Regions from separate parts of the Pan troglodytes genome. Here region 2 is linked to region 1. A link is a contact called in public HiChIP or PLAC-seq data. All regions are on one chromosome and are shown on one strand. The core of a region is the stretch at or near the end of the contact, and the rest is flanking DNA. Distances in the headings are between cores, read along the strand shown.

What was found. HiChIP or PLAC-seq counts read pairs in DNA pulled down with a chosen protein or histone mark.
Region 2: a contact with region 1 is called in an H3K4me3 HiChIP or PLAC-seq map of stem cell-derived excitatory neurons, with 8 times the contacts expected there. The contact joins the promoter of GUCY1A2 here to the promoter of AASDHPPT in region 1. A contact is called at or near these places in 1 of 7 Hi-C or Micro-C datasets (stem cell-derived neural progenitor cells) and 1 of 1 datasets of contacts at active chromatin or transcription factors (stem cell-derived excitatory neurons).

Annotation. Positions count from the first base shown.
Region 1 is chr9:108,067,576-108,075,536 of NHGRI_mPanTro3-v2.0_pri, forward strand. It overlaps AASDHPPT (aminoadipate-semialdehyde dehydrogenase-phosphopantetheinyl transferase), which reads left to right and starts at 4,296. Exons shown (of 6, transcript XM_508734.8): 1 at 4,296-4,714; 2 at 6,296-6,521. The coding sequence starts at 4,532. It overlaps KBTBD3 (kelch repeat and BTB domain containing 3), which reads right to left and starts at 4,287. Exons shown (of 4, transcript XM_063784487.1): 1 at 4,130-4,287; 2 at 3,043-3,525.
Region 2 is chr9:109,009,845-109,017,805 of NHGRI_mPanTro3-v2.0_pri, forward strand. It overlaps GUCY1A2 (guanylate cyclase 1 soluble subunit alpha 2), which reads right to left and starts at 3,679. Exons shown (of 8, transcript XM_522169.8): 1 at 3,232-3,679. The coding sequence starts at 3,546.

The DNA.
Region 1 (7,961 bases), core at 3,046-5,545:
CCTGGGCTCAAGCAGTCCTCCCACTTCATCCTCCTGAGTAGCTGGGATTTACAGGCGTGCATTAGCACACTCAGCTTTTTATTTATTTATTTTTTTATTTTTTTTATTTAGAGATGGGATCTCACTATGTTACCCAAGTTGGTCTCAAACTCCTGGCCTTAAGTGATCCTCATGCCTCAGCCTCCCAAAGTGCTGTTGACTACAGGCATGAGCCACCATGCCTGATCCCATGCTATATGTTTTACACATATTCTTTTAATCTTCAAAAAAAAAAAACTGGATAAAGTAGATACTTATCTTTATTTTACAAACAGAGAAAACAGGCTTTGATAATTTAAGTAATTTGGCTAAGATCATATAGCAAGTAAGCAGGGAGTTGGTATGTGAACTCAGTTTGGCTCAAGAGCCCTTGCTTTCAGCCACTACAATATTAGGGAAAGCCTTTCTGAAGTGTCATTTGAGAATTGAATGATAAGAAGGTAAGGGGTTAGTGAGAGAAATCACATATAAAGCCCTACAGGGGTAAAGGAGTCCTTCAGTTTTAGTAAATTAAAGGCGGCCAGTGTGGCTGGAGTAGTTAATGAAAGGAAGAGGGTCAGGAGATAGGGCTGCAGAAGGCAGTTGCTACCTCAGTCAGGATGCTATGGGTCACAGGAGCTGGGATTTTATTCTAAGTGAAATAGGAACGACTGATTACTTTAAATTGGACAGTGACGTGACATCATTATTTTAAAAAATATTTTTCTAGCTAATAAGAATGAATTGAAAGGAGGTAAGAGAAGTAGGGTCCAAGTCATTCATTTATTCAACAAATATTAGTTTATGGAGTAACAAATATTGTGGCAGGTACTATTCTAGATACTAGAAATACAGCTAAAAACAACACAGACAAGGTCCTCTACCCTGGAGTCTACTTTAGAATGCTGAACACCCCCCCACACACACATACCCCTTCCTTCTCATACATTAAGAGCTTCTCCCACCCTACTAGACATTTTCCATTAGCATGCAAATTCTAGTATCTTCCACCTTTAAACAAACATCAAACAAAAATCTGTCCTTTGACCTTTTATTCCCTCTAGCTACCATTCCATTTTTCTACTTCCTAAATCCAGAAAAACTTCTTTAAAGGACACTCTGTGGTAGCATCACCTCCATTTATCGTCTCAACCCACTACAATAAAATTCCTTTCTTTTACTCCATTAAAACTGCCCTTGTCAATGTCACCACACTACCATCTTGAAGCTAAATTCTCACTTCTCTCTCCTCATCTTATTTCACCTCTTAGGATAATTCACACTGTTAACTAGTCCTTGAAACACTCGTCTTTTAGTTTCTGTGCCACAACATTCTTCAGGTTTCCTACCTTGCTGGCCTCTCCTTCTCAGTCTAATTAGAGGGCAATGTAACATAAGAATTAAGGGCATAGATTTCTAGATTTAGCTCTGAAAGCAAGTTGTGCTTATGGCATAGAAGACATTGGAAGAGAGTGCTCCCCTTTCTCAGGCAGGCTAGAAAACTGATTAGTATTTCAGATGAAAAATGATGGTGGGTTATACTAGATTGTTAACAGTGGGAATAAAGAGAAATAAATGGATTTTTCTGTATTTTAGAAATAGAGCCAAAAACACTTGGAGATGGATTGGATATAGGGAGTCAAAGAAGAGCAGCATCATGGTTTCTTCCTTGAGAAACTGGTAGAATTATGGAGCTATTCAAATAAGTCTTGGGGGAAAAAAGAAGGGTTTGAGGTAGAATAAAGTTTGTGACCCAATAAAAAGTTAGTGAGTATATCTAAAAAACACCTAGACTTAGAGATGATCTCATCCGATGCCTTTCCATTGAAATTAATACCTGGAAGAGGTTATGTCACGCATAGGATCCTGTGTGACCAATGTCACACAGACAATTGGTGGTAGAGCTGGAAATAGAATACGAGTCCCTCAGAATCCTGCTAAGAAGCCACAGATCAGCACCAAGCAAGATGATCATTACAGACTGAGTGAGCCCCTATTACTTTAGTCCTCTTCTTCCCCTGACCAATGCAGTAAAAAATATTTTAATAAAATTGTTGGGTTCATTTAATATAGTTAAGCAAGTTATGAACTGCATATTTATATTTCCTTAATAAAAGTGAGGGAAGTAAAGGCAGATAGAATATAAAAAGCAGTGTTACCCTTGACAGTAATAAATCTATTGTGGAGTCATTAATAACATTTACTCATGTATACTATTTGTAAAAGGTATACATGACATTCCCTCTCAAGTACTGTACATTCTATTTTGCAAGATAACACACATGAAAATAATTCAGGACAATAGGAGAGACGTCATAAGGCAATACTAGAATAACTGCCAAATGAATTACATAAACAATACTGTTTTGGAAAAAGGTACTCTGAAGTAGGCCGTAAGAGAAGGTTTAAGCTAAGCTCTGGAGAATTTGTAAAACCACACAGGGAAGGGGATTAAACAAACCTATAAAATATGTTCACAGGGTGATAGGTTTGGGGCTGAGGTTTGGAAGTGGAGAGAGTAAGCTATTTTAGACTAGGTGAACAGAGACATTCTGTTTGGTATGAGATTTGAGCCTGAATGATACAGAGGAAACAAGGAATGTGATAATGGGAGAAGGGGAGAATATTCTAGATTCTAGACCAAGTACAAATAATCCCTACGTTACTGTCTGTGTATTAGGCTCCATAGATCTAATACACAGAGATCTTGCTCGATGGTAAAATAATGGGATATGAATTCCTGAATTTAAACAAATTCTCTTTCTGAGCTCATTGTCTCCATCAGTAATAACTAGTGCACAGAACATGTGCAATAACGTACACAGAAGTGTTTTGGAAACAGAAACGTAATGTATCAAAGTTATAAAAATCAGTTTAAAACGACAAGAAGGAAAGGTTATATGATTCTTAGTTAAAAATGGAGAAGCGAGTTATGATCATTGCTGATATGGGTATTAGTATCACTTACATATCTTTACACTGTCTCTTATTGTACTTTTTATGCGTATGATTTATTTGCCTTACCAGATTGTAAGCTCCCTGCAGCTGGCAAGCAGATTTTCAATATGGCAGCTGACACAGGCTTTTGGTTAGCTAAGATGATATATTAAGCCAATAATTCGTTTTACTGTCCTTTGGGGATCTGAATTTGTGTGTGTGTGTGCTCAGAATCCCATCTACTTTCGAGGGATTCGGGGGGCTTATGATATCACGAAAAGTTAATGAAGACAAGTATAGATAAAAACATAATAGAACCCATCTTAAATAGGACAGAAATCATAGGCAGGTAATTGTGTTAATTACTACCGCTGGCCTTTGGCTGATATTTCCGGACAGTCAGAGGAAGAAGGAAATCGGCTGAATCCCGCAGTACCGCACTTTAATCGACCTCCAGGTAGTCATTTACAGTCATCTGCAGAGACCAACTTTTCCCTGGACCAAAACCTGCAGGGCACTTGGATCGCGTGGGCTTTCATACGAGAGTCAACAACAGCCTACACGGAACAACTAAGGAAACAGACATACATCAATATGACCCTTCGCAAAGTCTGAGAAAATAACTGAGCAAAGTTATTTACTTGTTTCTGCTGCTGTTAGAGCAAGGACCTCTGTCATGATGGAAACACTGATGCCTCAACAATGGAATCCTGTTTTCTCGCTAGTGCTCTAGCCCAGGCTTGGCAATAGCAAAACAGCACCTGGGTCGCTTCATCGCCCCAAATAAACAGCCAGCATTAGCTCAGCTGCTCGCTGGCAGCCTCGGATCCAGGCGGGGTCGGTGTTGCGCACTGGGGATAGTGCCTCTGCTCGGCCTTCGGAGGGAGGGTTTCAGGTAGGCTGCTGCTAAGGGTCGGGAGCGTACTGTGTGAGGGTGGGTCTTAGGCTGATGCGGATGGGGGCAGGGAAAGAAGCAACTCAGGGCTGATACGTTGCACAACTGCAGGGGGCACCACTGCAGACCCCCTCCTAGAGATGGAAACCTCTCGTGCCCCGTACACGAAGCAGCTGAAGCCAAGGACATTCTCTTCTCTGTGGGTCACAGGGGCCAACTCAGACCCCGAGAATAAGGGCTACCATCCCACTCCTCCCTCAGACCCCGGAGCTCACCCACCTGCAACTGCAGTCTCCGAAGTCTCCACCCCAGTCTCCCTGCCTCCAGAGGACTGGTTGCGATTGGCCTGCACCGCTGTCCCGTTAACTCTTCCGCAAGTGTGAGTGGCGTAACTGTCGGGCTCTTGGCCTTGGTCCCGCCCTTCGCTCGCCTCCGCCGAAGCCTCGCCTACTTGACGTCATACAATGCCGCAAAGCGCAGGGCTGATCTCCGTCTCCGCCCCCAGCTGCTTTCTCCGAGAGGAGGTGGCTGAGTTGGGGGCGGGCTGGCAGGGCTGTCGGTGGGCCAGTCTGCGTAGCGACGTCCCGTCCCCTGCGCACGGACGCCGGGAAGAAGGGGGTGGGGCCACGTTTGCGTCCGCGCCATCAGGCCCGAGATAGCGGCGAGGTCCGATTTCAGTGTATGGTTTTCCCTGCCAAACGGTTCTGCTTGGTGCCATCCATGGAGGGCGTGCGCTGGGCCTTTTCCTGCGGCACTTGGCTGCCGAGCCGAGCCGAATGGCTGCTGGCAGTGCGATCGATTCAGCCCGAGGAGAAGGAGCGCATTGGCCAGTTCGTCTTTGCCCGGGACGCTAAGGCAGCCATGGTACTACAGGTCTTTTTTTGTATTTAGAGCCTAGGAAGCAGATCTTGGGGGAGGCGGGCCGGGCTGTGGAGACCCGACACTCCCGCGCTGGCGGCGACCCTCTCGCTGTGGAGCCTGTGGCCGGCCCGGGCGACAGCAGCCGGCGCTGCGGAGTTGCGGGCGACGCACGGCCTGGTTTCCACGGCCTTTGTAACCGCCTTGGAGGCCGCGATGGCTGTAAACATTATCTCTTTCCCCTTGTTATTTCAAATGGAGACCCTCCTAAACCATGAAGTAAGTGTAGGGAAGGCCGACAAAATTGGGTTTTTCTGTAATGAATGTTTTTATGTCTTTATCTTTAAATGTTATTTTTTTTGTTTGCGTGGGTTCATAGCCCATGCTTATTCTGCCTGTTAAATATCCCATCATTCTCCAAGGACTCCCTGCACGTGGTAGGCCCTAGAAATTATTGACAGTATGATTTAGTTTGTAGCCCTGCGCTCACCGGGATTGAAGCCAATGAAATTGAAGCCAGAGAGGATACCTTCCTCACTAGATGCCATGGGAAACGGTATTTTACGTAGATTTATTTATTTTAGCTATGTATTTTGAAGCAACAAATGGAAAACTGGATTTCAAAACAAGTAATCTGTACAATATGGTGCAATTTGAAACAACCGTGAATTACCATCATTTAAAAGACAGTCCTTTCTTAAAAATGTCCCATATTGAAACACTTTCTGTTTGAAATGTAGACTAGTTGGTAATTTTTAAGGCACATTGGTGAAAATTTTTTACACTTACTTATCATTTGTAAGGAATTGTAAAATAAGCTACATTTAAAAGCCTGCAGTTTTTAAAAGTCAGTGTTAGAATTGAAGAAGAAAAAAACCTGAAAGATATTTTAAAAAATATATACTTTGTCATCTTATATTCTTGTTTTTGTGTGTGTGTGTTTTTAGTAATTATTTTAAAAATAATAATTGGAGGTGGGAGAGAGCAGAACAAGATAGGTCATGCCTTGCTAATTGTTGAAGCTGGGTGATCAATATATGGGATCTAGAAATACATATGCACAGATGTAGGTACAGTAGGGTTGCTCACTGCAGAGTTGTTTTTGACAGCAAGTCTAGAGCCAGCCTAAAATGTCCAATAAAGGGGAAATAATATTATGAAATATGCTACAGTTAAAACTGCATGGACCAGACGTGTGTGTACAGACATAAAATACTTCCCAATACTTATAAATTTAAAGCTTATATGTGGTAGAATACTGCATAAGTATAATCTCATGTTTGTGTTTATATGTAGAGTTAGCAAAAACATGTAAATGCACATATATTTAAATACAGAAAAGACTGACAGGATGCCAGCTGTTAACTTTGGTCACTAGCAAAGGAGAGGGAATTGCTAAGGCGGGCTTTAACTTTTTATCTACTTAAGCATTGCTTAAGTCTTAATTAACGTGTGTTTAATACTTAAGTATTTTGAAAAGTTTTAAAAATGAAAATTTTAGAAACCAAAAAAAAGTACTATTGCACACAGTGTGCTTGTATCTTTGGTAGACATCAGTACATACCAAATGTTTTATGTACTTAACAGGCTGGTCGTCTGATGATAAGGAAATTAGTTGCAGAGAAATTGAATATCCCTTGGAATCATATTCGTTTGCAAAGAACTGCAAAAGGAAAACCAGTTCTTGCAAAGGACTCATCGAATCCTTACCCGAATTTCAACTTTAACATCTCTCATCAAGGAGACTATGCAGTGCTTGCTGCTGAACCTGAGCTGCAAGTTGGAATTGATATAATGAAGACTAGTTTTCCAGGTAACGTTGCATTTTTCTAGTATGGCAGTTAAGTGTCTCGATGCCTCAGTTCTATTGCTATTGAGTAATCTCAGGCCAGGAGATGTATTAGAGATATTTCAGTTTAGGGAAAATGTGCTTAGTACGCAAAGGTAATGGAGAGCATAAATCTGAAAAGGGTATATTTCCATGAATATTTACAGACTTACACATAAATAATAGATTATCCGTTACTGGGGATCCATAACTTTGCCTAGAGGTAAAGTGAAATATTAAGTGAAATTTTTTTTGAATTATACTTCAATTTATTTCACTTAAACATTAACCACAATTTTTCAGTTAATTGTTTTTAAAAAAAGAATCTGAATAGTAAAGTACATTGTAGTCCTTATGTAGAGATAACATATACAGTTGACACATGAACAACACAAGTTTGAACTACATGGGTCTACTCATGTGAATTTTTTTCAGTAGTTGGCCCTCTGTCCCCATAGATTCTGCATCCACAATCAAACGTGTATCAAGATTCAGTATTTGCAGGATATGAAACCTGAGGATATGGAGGGCTGACTTCATATATGCAGGTTCCATAGGGCCGCATGCGCAGATTTTGGTATCTGAGGAGGGTTCTGGAACCAGTCCCCAGTGGATACCAACGGGCGACTCTTTGTTCTGTATCTAAATACAGCTCTTTTTAGCCCATTTATGTAAGTAAAAATGAGGAGCAAGCATTATTAAAATATTTAAGTTGCTTATATATTGCCTTAGAAATTTGTTAGTGGTGGCTTTAAGGACCACTAACATTTGTGGTGAAGTTGAATGTACCCAGGCAATTTAATACATACTAAATACAGGTTCTCTTAACTGCTGTATATTTGTCATCATCACTAACATTTAATGAACACTTAACCATGTGTCATGGCATTTTACATAGTGCTTTAGACATATTCTGTGATTTAATTCTCTCAACTACCCTATGATGCATATACTGCTATTTTTACGGAAGATAAGTAACAGGCTGAGAAGAAAGCTATTAATAAAAGAACCCACATCTTCCTAATTTCATAGTAAAACTGTCTGATCTCCATACTGCCTGCACCATATGTGGTTTGAATATGTGGCTCTCTCAGTCTGTAAGGCTTGTATTAATTTTATCTCTCACTCCCATTTCTGCATAGAGAACTCCTATTTACTTGTTAGATTTCACCTTAACCTTACTTTAGGGAAGCTTTGTGAGCCTTCAATCTAAGCTACGTTCTTTTGTTGTAGGCTCTCATAAAATATATTTTCCTTATTCCAGTAATGTATCTCAGTTGATTATTCATCAGGATGATTATCTTTTCCTGATATTTAAAAGCTGTGTGAGAGCAAGAACCATGTTAGCTACATCAGAGTTTGATCACTATCACATCTCTTAGTACCTTGCCTAGCATGTAATAGTAAAATATTTGTCAAATGAAT
Region 2 (7,961 bases), core at 2,429-4,928, 940 kb after region 1:
CAGGTCTCCCGAATTCTGGAATTTTTTTTCAATTTCACCAGTACAACTTACTCTTATTAAATAGTATTAGAAATTATTATAACCTTTATACTCAACATCAGTGCATCTTAAAGTGACTACTAAGCATCAAAAACCTGAGTGTGGATATCCCATGGGTCAAATAACTAGTTTAATAAATAAATTTTCATTTTTCTATTTGCAAATCATTCTGAATAAAGAAGAAACCCCAAGTGACTGAGACATGCCACGATGAGACAACTGACAAAACAGGAGCTTCCATGGCAAGTACAGTTTCTCCTGAAGTATATTGTGATGGCATGCAAGAAAGCTCACAACATTCAAAACAACTAGAAATTCCCATCTAAAAAGGCTCTGGTAATGGCTACTCTCAGCGGTTCAAAAACAAAAAAATGTCCAGCTTTCATGAGAGAATAGAGAGGACATAATCCATCTCCTGAAGAGTATTCAAAGAAGTTTCAAATCCTGACAATGTCAAAAAATGAATCTACTGGAACTTTTTGAGCTAGTGTTCTAACTTGCCAAATAAAAGAAAATAAGGTAAGGACTGCCCAGAAATGAGTCACTGCTTTGAAATATAATCTCTCTCTTTTATTTGTGTCACTAAGTCTATTGATGATATGGTTAACCAAGGAGAATTTTTCTATACATGTGTTATGTTGAAAATGTTTACAGTATATTCACCTGTATGTTCTCAGCGTCCACCTGACAGACCCTTTTCATAATAGAAAAGAACTATGGCATGGAAAGTATATAGAGCTGTTGCATTTATTTGATCATCACAATTATTTTCAAATTGCTTATTCTGAAAACCATTCTCTGGATACATTCTTTTCATCCAGCAAAAAGCCAGTCATTCAAATTTAACTTATAAAAGTAACCATCAGAGACTATTTCCTTCCTCTTATTCTGGCAGAAAATACTGCATTTCTCAGTTTCTTTTATCTACTCCTCATGTAAGTTGTTGAAAATAGTCTTAGCTTAAATTAGCATTATCAGAGGCATTGACATTACTTTTTAGAAATCTGTAAATTCTTAGGCAAAAAAAAAAAAAAAAACCTCCAAGGTTATATCAACAATTCTCCCCAAACTAATCATTATCTTTAGCAAAATCATTTCATTAAATAAGAATCTGTTGTACTAAATAACTATTTTATTGCACAAATGTTGCTTTAAGTACTGACACAAGCCTACAGACGCTCGGGGTCATTGGACTCCTGTTGTAAACAAATATTTTCAACAATTTGCAACATCAAATCGTTTATAAAATTACGCTGCCTGGGAAATATTGGCAGGGAAGAACAGCAAACAGTAGCCAATCTATTCTGAGGATTGTTTTCTAGGTTAATGATGAAAGAAAAAGTGGCAGAAAGATATATCAAATACGAAAATACACAAGAATAGGAGGATGACTGTTTCTCAATATGTGTTCCTAAGAATTAAATTAGTTCAAAATAAATAATGTAATAAGTGATTTATACATCTTCAATCAGGTCTCGTAAAAGAAAAAAATCATTCTCCATTAATACAAGTGCCACACGAATATTTGTAGACCTGTCTGGTACCCGTACTCAGTCCCCTCAGGGTTCCACTCCTTCTTAGGTCCCCCCTACCATCATTTGCAGTAGTAATCTCAAAAGAGAGACTCAACAGTAATCAAACAAGATCAGTGTTCAGATTCATTTCGGAAACTTTAAAAAAGTAAAATTCCTAGGGGTGGACAGGTGAAAGTGCTGTCAGGAGGAGCTAAAGCTCTTGTATCCAAGGTCAGGGTGAGGATAAAAGATGGGTGGAGGTTTGACGCTGAATCTTTTTCAAATTCTGTCTGCAACAGAGTGGATTTCTTCAAAACAGAGCTCTCCCAGACAGGGTAAGATTGGATCAGAGGTCTGGCATTCCTGCAAGAGGTAAAAGCCAAGGGTAGCTGAAATGCCTGGGCAGGAATAAGGCAGGAGTACTCTGGAAGGATGCCTACAACCAGGGGGAGTTTGGTGTACACCTGAAACTGCTGATACAGACATCCCAAGATGACCACAAGTTTGGAGAGGCATTTATTCATTCCACAAATATTTAGGAAGGGCCTAATATAAAGAAGCCATCAAAAAATGAGAGAGAAAGCACTAGAGAATCAATTGAAGAGAGAGTAAAGGATGAGGTACAGGTGCAAGAAGTACAGAGCGGTTTAAATAGCTAATGTGAGACAGAAAGCACTAGAGAATCCATTGAGGAGAGACTAAAGGATGAGGTACAGGTGCAAGAAGTACAGAGCGGTTTAAATAGCTAATGTGAGAGAGAAAGCACTAGAGAATCCATTGAGGAGAGAGTAAAGGATGAGGTACAGGTGCAAGAAGTACAGAGCGGTTTAAATAGCTAATGCATGCGAAGCTTAATACCTAGGTGATGAGTTAGTAGGTGCAGCAAACCACCATGGCACACGTTTGGTACCTATGTAACAAATCTGCACATCCTGCACATGTAACCCGGGACTTTAAATTAAATTAAATTTTTTAAAAAAGAAATCCAGACACCAGGTTTACCCAGAGAAGAATAAATGCCTAGTGGATAATAAAGAAAAAGAAAAAAAGCTACGGGGTGAGGACAACTCGAGATTAGAGATTACTTGAACAGAAGGCAACTCAGAAAAGTATCTGGCAAAAAGTATCTGAAGATGTGAGAAAAAGGATGCAACATAGAATGCAGATAGCCTGTGGAATTCAAAGATGTCAGAGAAGGTCACGCTAAGACCAAGAGAGTGTGGGAAATAAGGAGAGGAAGGGTTTCCTGGAAGGGGTTGGGGCTCCTTAGGGATGCTGGAGAACAGGATGAAAGACAGGGAAGCTGAACTGCAGAACAGAGTGCCTGGGAAAGTTTAGGGGAAAGAAAACAGGTGGGTGTGAAGCAGCACCGGGGCTGTCCAGGGGGAACAGTGGTGAAGTAGGGTTCAAGGCTAGAGGTGGGCAGACAGGCCCCCGAATCAGGATACCCCAAAGGAGTGGAATCTTATTCCTTCCCAGTGCTGTAGTCCCCTCTTCCGCCCTAGCCTAGGGGATCCTCTGTCGCCTGGAGCCACTGGAACCCTAGGCCGGGCAGGGTGAGGCCGGGCCGCCCCCCAGCGGTCGGGCTCTGCGCTCGCGCCCCGGCTCGCCCAGCGCCAACTTTACCGATCCGCGTTCTCTCTCCCGAAGGCGGTCCCCCCTTCCGACCCCCGCTCACCGAGGGCGCCGTCAGGCGGCTGATGCTCTCGCCCAGCGAATCCAGGTTGACCCGCCTTCGGCGCTGCACCCTCCTGGCCCCGGCAGTGGCGGCGGCGGCGGCGGCAGAAGCAGCCGGGGTCGGGGCCGGGGCGGCGGCAGCGGCAGCGGCAGCGGCAGCGGCGGCCGGGCTGGGCTCCAGCGGCCCGGGCGGGCTCCGGCTGCCATTCCAGCAGAGCCTAGACAGGGGGCACTCCCCCTCCTCCTCCGGGCTGGTCTCCAGGTAGTCGGAGCCCAGGGAGCTAAAGGACTCGGAGGAAATCTTCCTTCGAGACATGCTGCCGGCGGAGCTGCAGCGGCCGAGGCGGTGGCGGCGAGGACGCGAGCGGCGGCGGAGGCGGCGGTGGCGGGACCGGCAAGCGACAACGTTAAGCGCGTCGGGGCCGCGGGGCGCTGCGGTCGCGCCCGGCGGGGCGGGAGTCCCCGGGGCCGCGGAGTCCCCCGAGCCGGCTGCTCATGGCGGGAACTTGGGGCGCCGCCGCACCTTGGGGCCCGGGCTCGGCGGCGGCGCCGGGCTGGGCTGGGGGCCGCCGCCGCCTCTGCTGCTGCTCGCGCGGCGCCGCCTCAGCGCCCGCCTCGGCGCATCGCCGTGCGCCGCGCTCCCGCTCACGGGGAGGCTCCGAGAGTGTGTGACCGCGGTCGGCGGGGCGGGGAGGGCTGCGGCCCAAGCAGAAGGGGAGGCAGAGGCTTCTGCCGCCTGCGCGCCTATCTCGCCCCCTTTCCCTCTCTGCTCCCGCCTCTCTCCACTTGCTGCCCGCCTCCCTCCTTCTCCCTTTATCCCCCCGCCCCGCACCCCCATGCTCTCCCTCCGCGGGAATCACGTGTCGCCATCATACTCATTGGGAGTCTCTGCCTCGCCTGTCGCCACGTTTCAGGAGCAACGAGGACACTTCGTTGCTGTCCTCTGCGCGCCCTCCCTGCTGCGAGGAGGTGCGCACAGGAGCTCGGGTCGGACTGAGGGCCCCAACCCCAAACGCCTTATCCTCGGCCCTCGGGAGCAGATGGGTCCCGGCGGCGCTGGTGGGGAGAAGGGCTCGGGGCTGGGGGGCGAGAGGCCTCCCCCTGGAGCCACCTTGGGGAAACCTGACAGTGTGAAGTGGGGGTTAGGGTCCATGTTGTCCTTTCTCCGAGTTTATTTAGGAAGTTCCGAGGCAAAAGGGAAAGGCCAAGCGTCCAGCCAGCCCACTCCAGAGGAGACGCTTTCAGGGGAAGGGAAGGACAGGGGCAACATTTTGGCGCCCATCCTGCTGGAGCAGCTCCTGGGGACTTGTGTTCCCCGCCTCGTGCGAGGCCGTGTGGGCGCGGAGCGAGCCCAGAACGGGGCGGCAGTGAGGACAGCGTCTGCTCTGACAAGACAGCACTGTTGCTGAGCCTCAGCCGGGCGGGGTGCGCGGGGCTCCCGGCTCCGCTGGCTCCTCACTAGTGCTGGACAGCTCCGCTTGCCACCTATAGCCGCCTTTGCAGGCGTTGAGAACTGGAGAACAGTTCCTCCTCAAACTACCTAGCACCTGGCCCGGGGGAAACCGGGGAATGATCCCACGTCCCTCATCCTCAGGGCTCTTTGCGCCAAATATGCGATCTGTTTGCACCTGACTGCAAATGCTGCTCAGAAAGCTAAGGGGAGTAGGGATAAATGCTTCTCGAACTGACTCGCCACAGCGCGAGCATGTCTTGCCGCGAGTTTTCAGCTGTGCGGCTTCATTCCAAAGCTTATCTCTTTGCAAACCAGTCCTTCCAGCGCCTGACCCCACTGCCCCTTGCCTTAGCCCCAGAAAACTCTCATACTGGTTCTGAGGATAGAGTAAGAGATGGGAAGAAGGGGCAAATGACAGTATCCCGAAAGAGGGGTTCCAGGCTGTACTTCCCCCCTGCAATGAAGTGGATGAGCACCCTCCCCAGCTCACCCGATCTGCGGAGAGAAAAGTTTAGGGGCTCTAGCTTTAGTTTCCCAGTGAAACCGAAGCCAAAGCGTTTTTTTAAATTAAAGAACTGGTCCTTCCAGGTGAAGGCAGATGGGTTTGTGTGGACTGTGTTTATTTAAAAAGCAAAACCAAACCAAACCACAAAACCTGTGCTGTACCCCCACCACAATTTGCTTTTAACTTCAAATCTTCCCAAGTGTTTGTTAGGGCTTAAATATAAATGCTATTTGAGGTTTCATTTGGAAAAATCCACTCAAACTGGTTCAGAGACATACCTTTTTCCCCAGATCTTAAATGGGCTTTAAAGATAGAAAAGTGTGTACTATCACTCAGGCACTCCCCCTTCAAATTATATATATATATGTGTGTGTGTGTGTATATATATATATATGTATATACATATACATATGAGAAAGAATATATATAATATTCTTATATATATATATTCTTTCTCATCCTGCTGAGGAAGTTTCTTTTAAAATAATAATTGTTACAATTATTATTTAAACTGTTGTGCATCTACTATTGATTTCCCCATTACTTCAATTAATTCTATGTGCATTTGTGTCCATTGAAAATTACTCAAATTACACTTTTAATCATAAAAAATCATCAATTTTGCTAAAAAAGTTTCACTAGCCCCTTTTTCTAAATTATAATGAAAATTACATTATTCTAACTTTGGGGTAATTGTTTAATATTTCTGCTACACAGTATCAATCAGCATAAAGGATTGGAGTTCCTAGTTCTCTTCTTTGGTACTGATTATATAATAGTCAAGTTCTTTAGAATTATAGGATTTTAGTTAGTATTAAATATACTAAATAGCATGTGTCCTTCACATTCTTTCAATAAACTGCTGCGCACACAAATAAATATTATGGTAATGGCAAATAAACTTCATATTGAACTTAGAATTGGAACTTTTTATTAACCATTCCAACTCTTGTCTCAAAGTCAAAATTATTGAGTGCAAGGCAATGAGTATCATTTGTTTCTAAAATTTGTAAGAGGTCCAAGAGCCTTCCTGTTTACACTGGAAGTTTATTGCCAGAAAGAACTCTGAACCTATGGGACATTTTTTCTTTGTGTGAACCATTTGAATCAAAGACTCTTTACAGAATCTAGCCAGATGAAGTCGTCTTACAATTTTCTCTATGAATTACACCCTGCCTTTGATCATTATTTTCCCATGGATTTTTAAACTATAAACAAATCAAGGCCTAGATATAGCCAGTACAACATCTGCTTTGCTTTCAAGGGTTTCCTTTGTATTTCTGTTCAGGAGCAGGGTTCAAAAGCTCTCAATATGAAGAGTGCTGTGTTTATACTAGAATTGACATTTTTAAAATGAAGCATAGCTACTCTCCATTAAAAAAAAGAAGAAGAAGAAGGCTTACAGCTAGCAAAAGCAATCTAAATACTTTAGGTAGAGTAGTCTGCTGAGAATGAATAGTCTGTGCTCTGATTTTAGGAAAAGAAGCTTGCACAAGCTCATACCCACAAATCCAGCCCTGCTGGATATATTGTATTTCAATAAAGTATTTAAAGGCCACTCTCCAACTGGAAAAGAAAAATGCAGAAATATACTTGGTTTATTTGTGAAGTTGGTGTAGGCACCTGACAACTCAGATTGATCAAGCATTGGGAAAGACTTCCTAAAAAAACAGATTCTTCACTTTAGTCAAGACGATGACTATTTTACATTGAAACATCTAAAGTAACTATTGTTTGTGCATGACTTCCCTTCACATAAATCAATCCTATTTATAAACTCTTTCACTTATATAGCCTCATTTAACCTGATTTTCATCCTTCTCAGAGAAGTTGTTGAAGAAAAGTCACCTGTGTCAAATTCAAATCAAAACTACAATCAGTCCTCCTTCCCAAAATTCTTTGCGTTTCCCAGGTTCAAACTCTTGACTAGTTTCTTTTCATCCATCTAACACTCCAGCAAGAAAATCTGCAAGATTTGCATAAGCGTTCCCTGGAGCAGAGCTCTATCCTGATAGAAGACTGAAGAATTTCTCCCTGTCAATCTTTACATAAATCTGGCAATTCACAGGAATTGTACATGTAATATTAAAGCAAGTTTTCTAAAGAAATATAGTAGCTGGTGAATCCTTAACTAGGGCAAGTTTTTCTGGATCCCTAACCTGGAAAATCACACACACATACACACACACACACACACACACACACTTCACACTGTTCACCTGCTAGTTTAACCCTATGTTTGTGTTCGTGAATGAGATCTGTCTACTCTCTCACACTTAACATACCCCCTCTTTTACAAGAGGGCAAATGTGCTTTCTCTGAGAAAGACTGGCAGCAAATAAGAGATACTGTACTTCATATTGTTGCACAATTTTGTAAGTAAAACTAAATATTAAGGATAATATCAAAGTGAGAAGAACCATCTGCTGTGTTCACATATAAAGGGACACATAGAAGACAATGTAATCCATTGTCCTATAGTTATATTTTATAAAACCATCCCAAAGGGGTAGGATTCTTGCTGCTCAAAAAAGGATAGAGGAGGAGAAGGCTGGGGGAAAGGGGGAAAGAAGAAAGACAAGCAACAAAGTCAGTGCTACACTTAGTAGAATTTGTGACCCAGAAAGATACTTAAGGGTGTAATAACTGACTTTTTTTGATGCATCAAATCCATGACAGCAAGAAAGAGGCAGGTGATCAGTGTATGCTGGTGCCTCTGGCAGACACTACTCTCTCCTTAAGTGGCTTTACATTCAACCATGCACCACAGGAC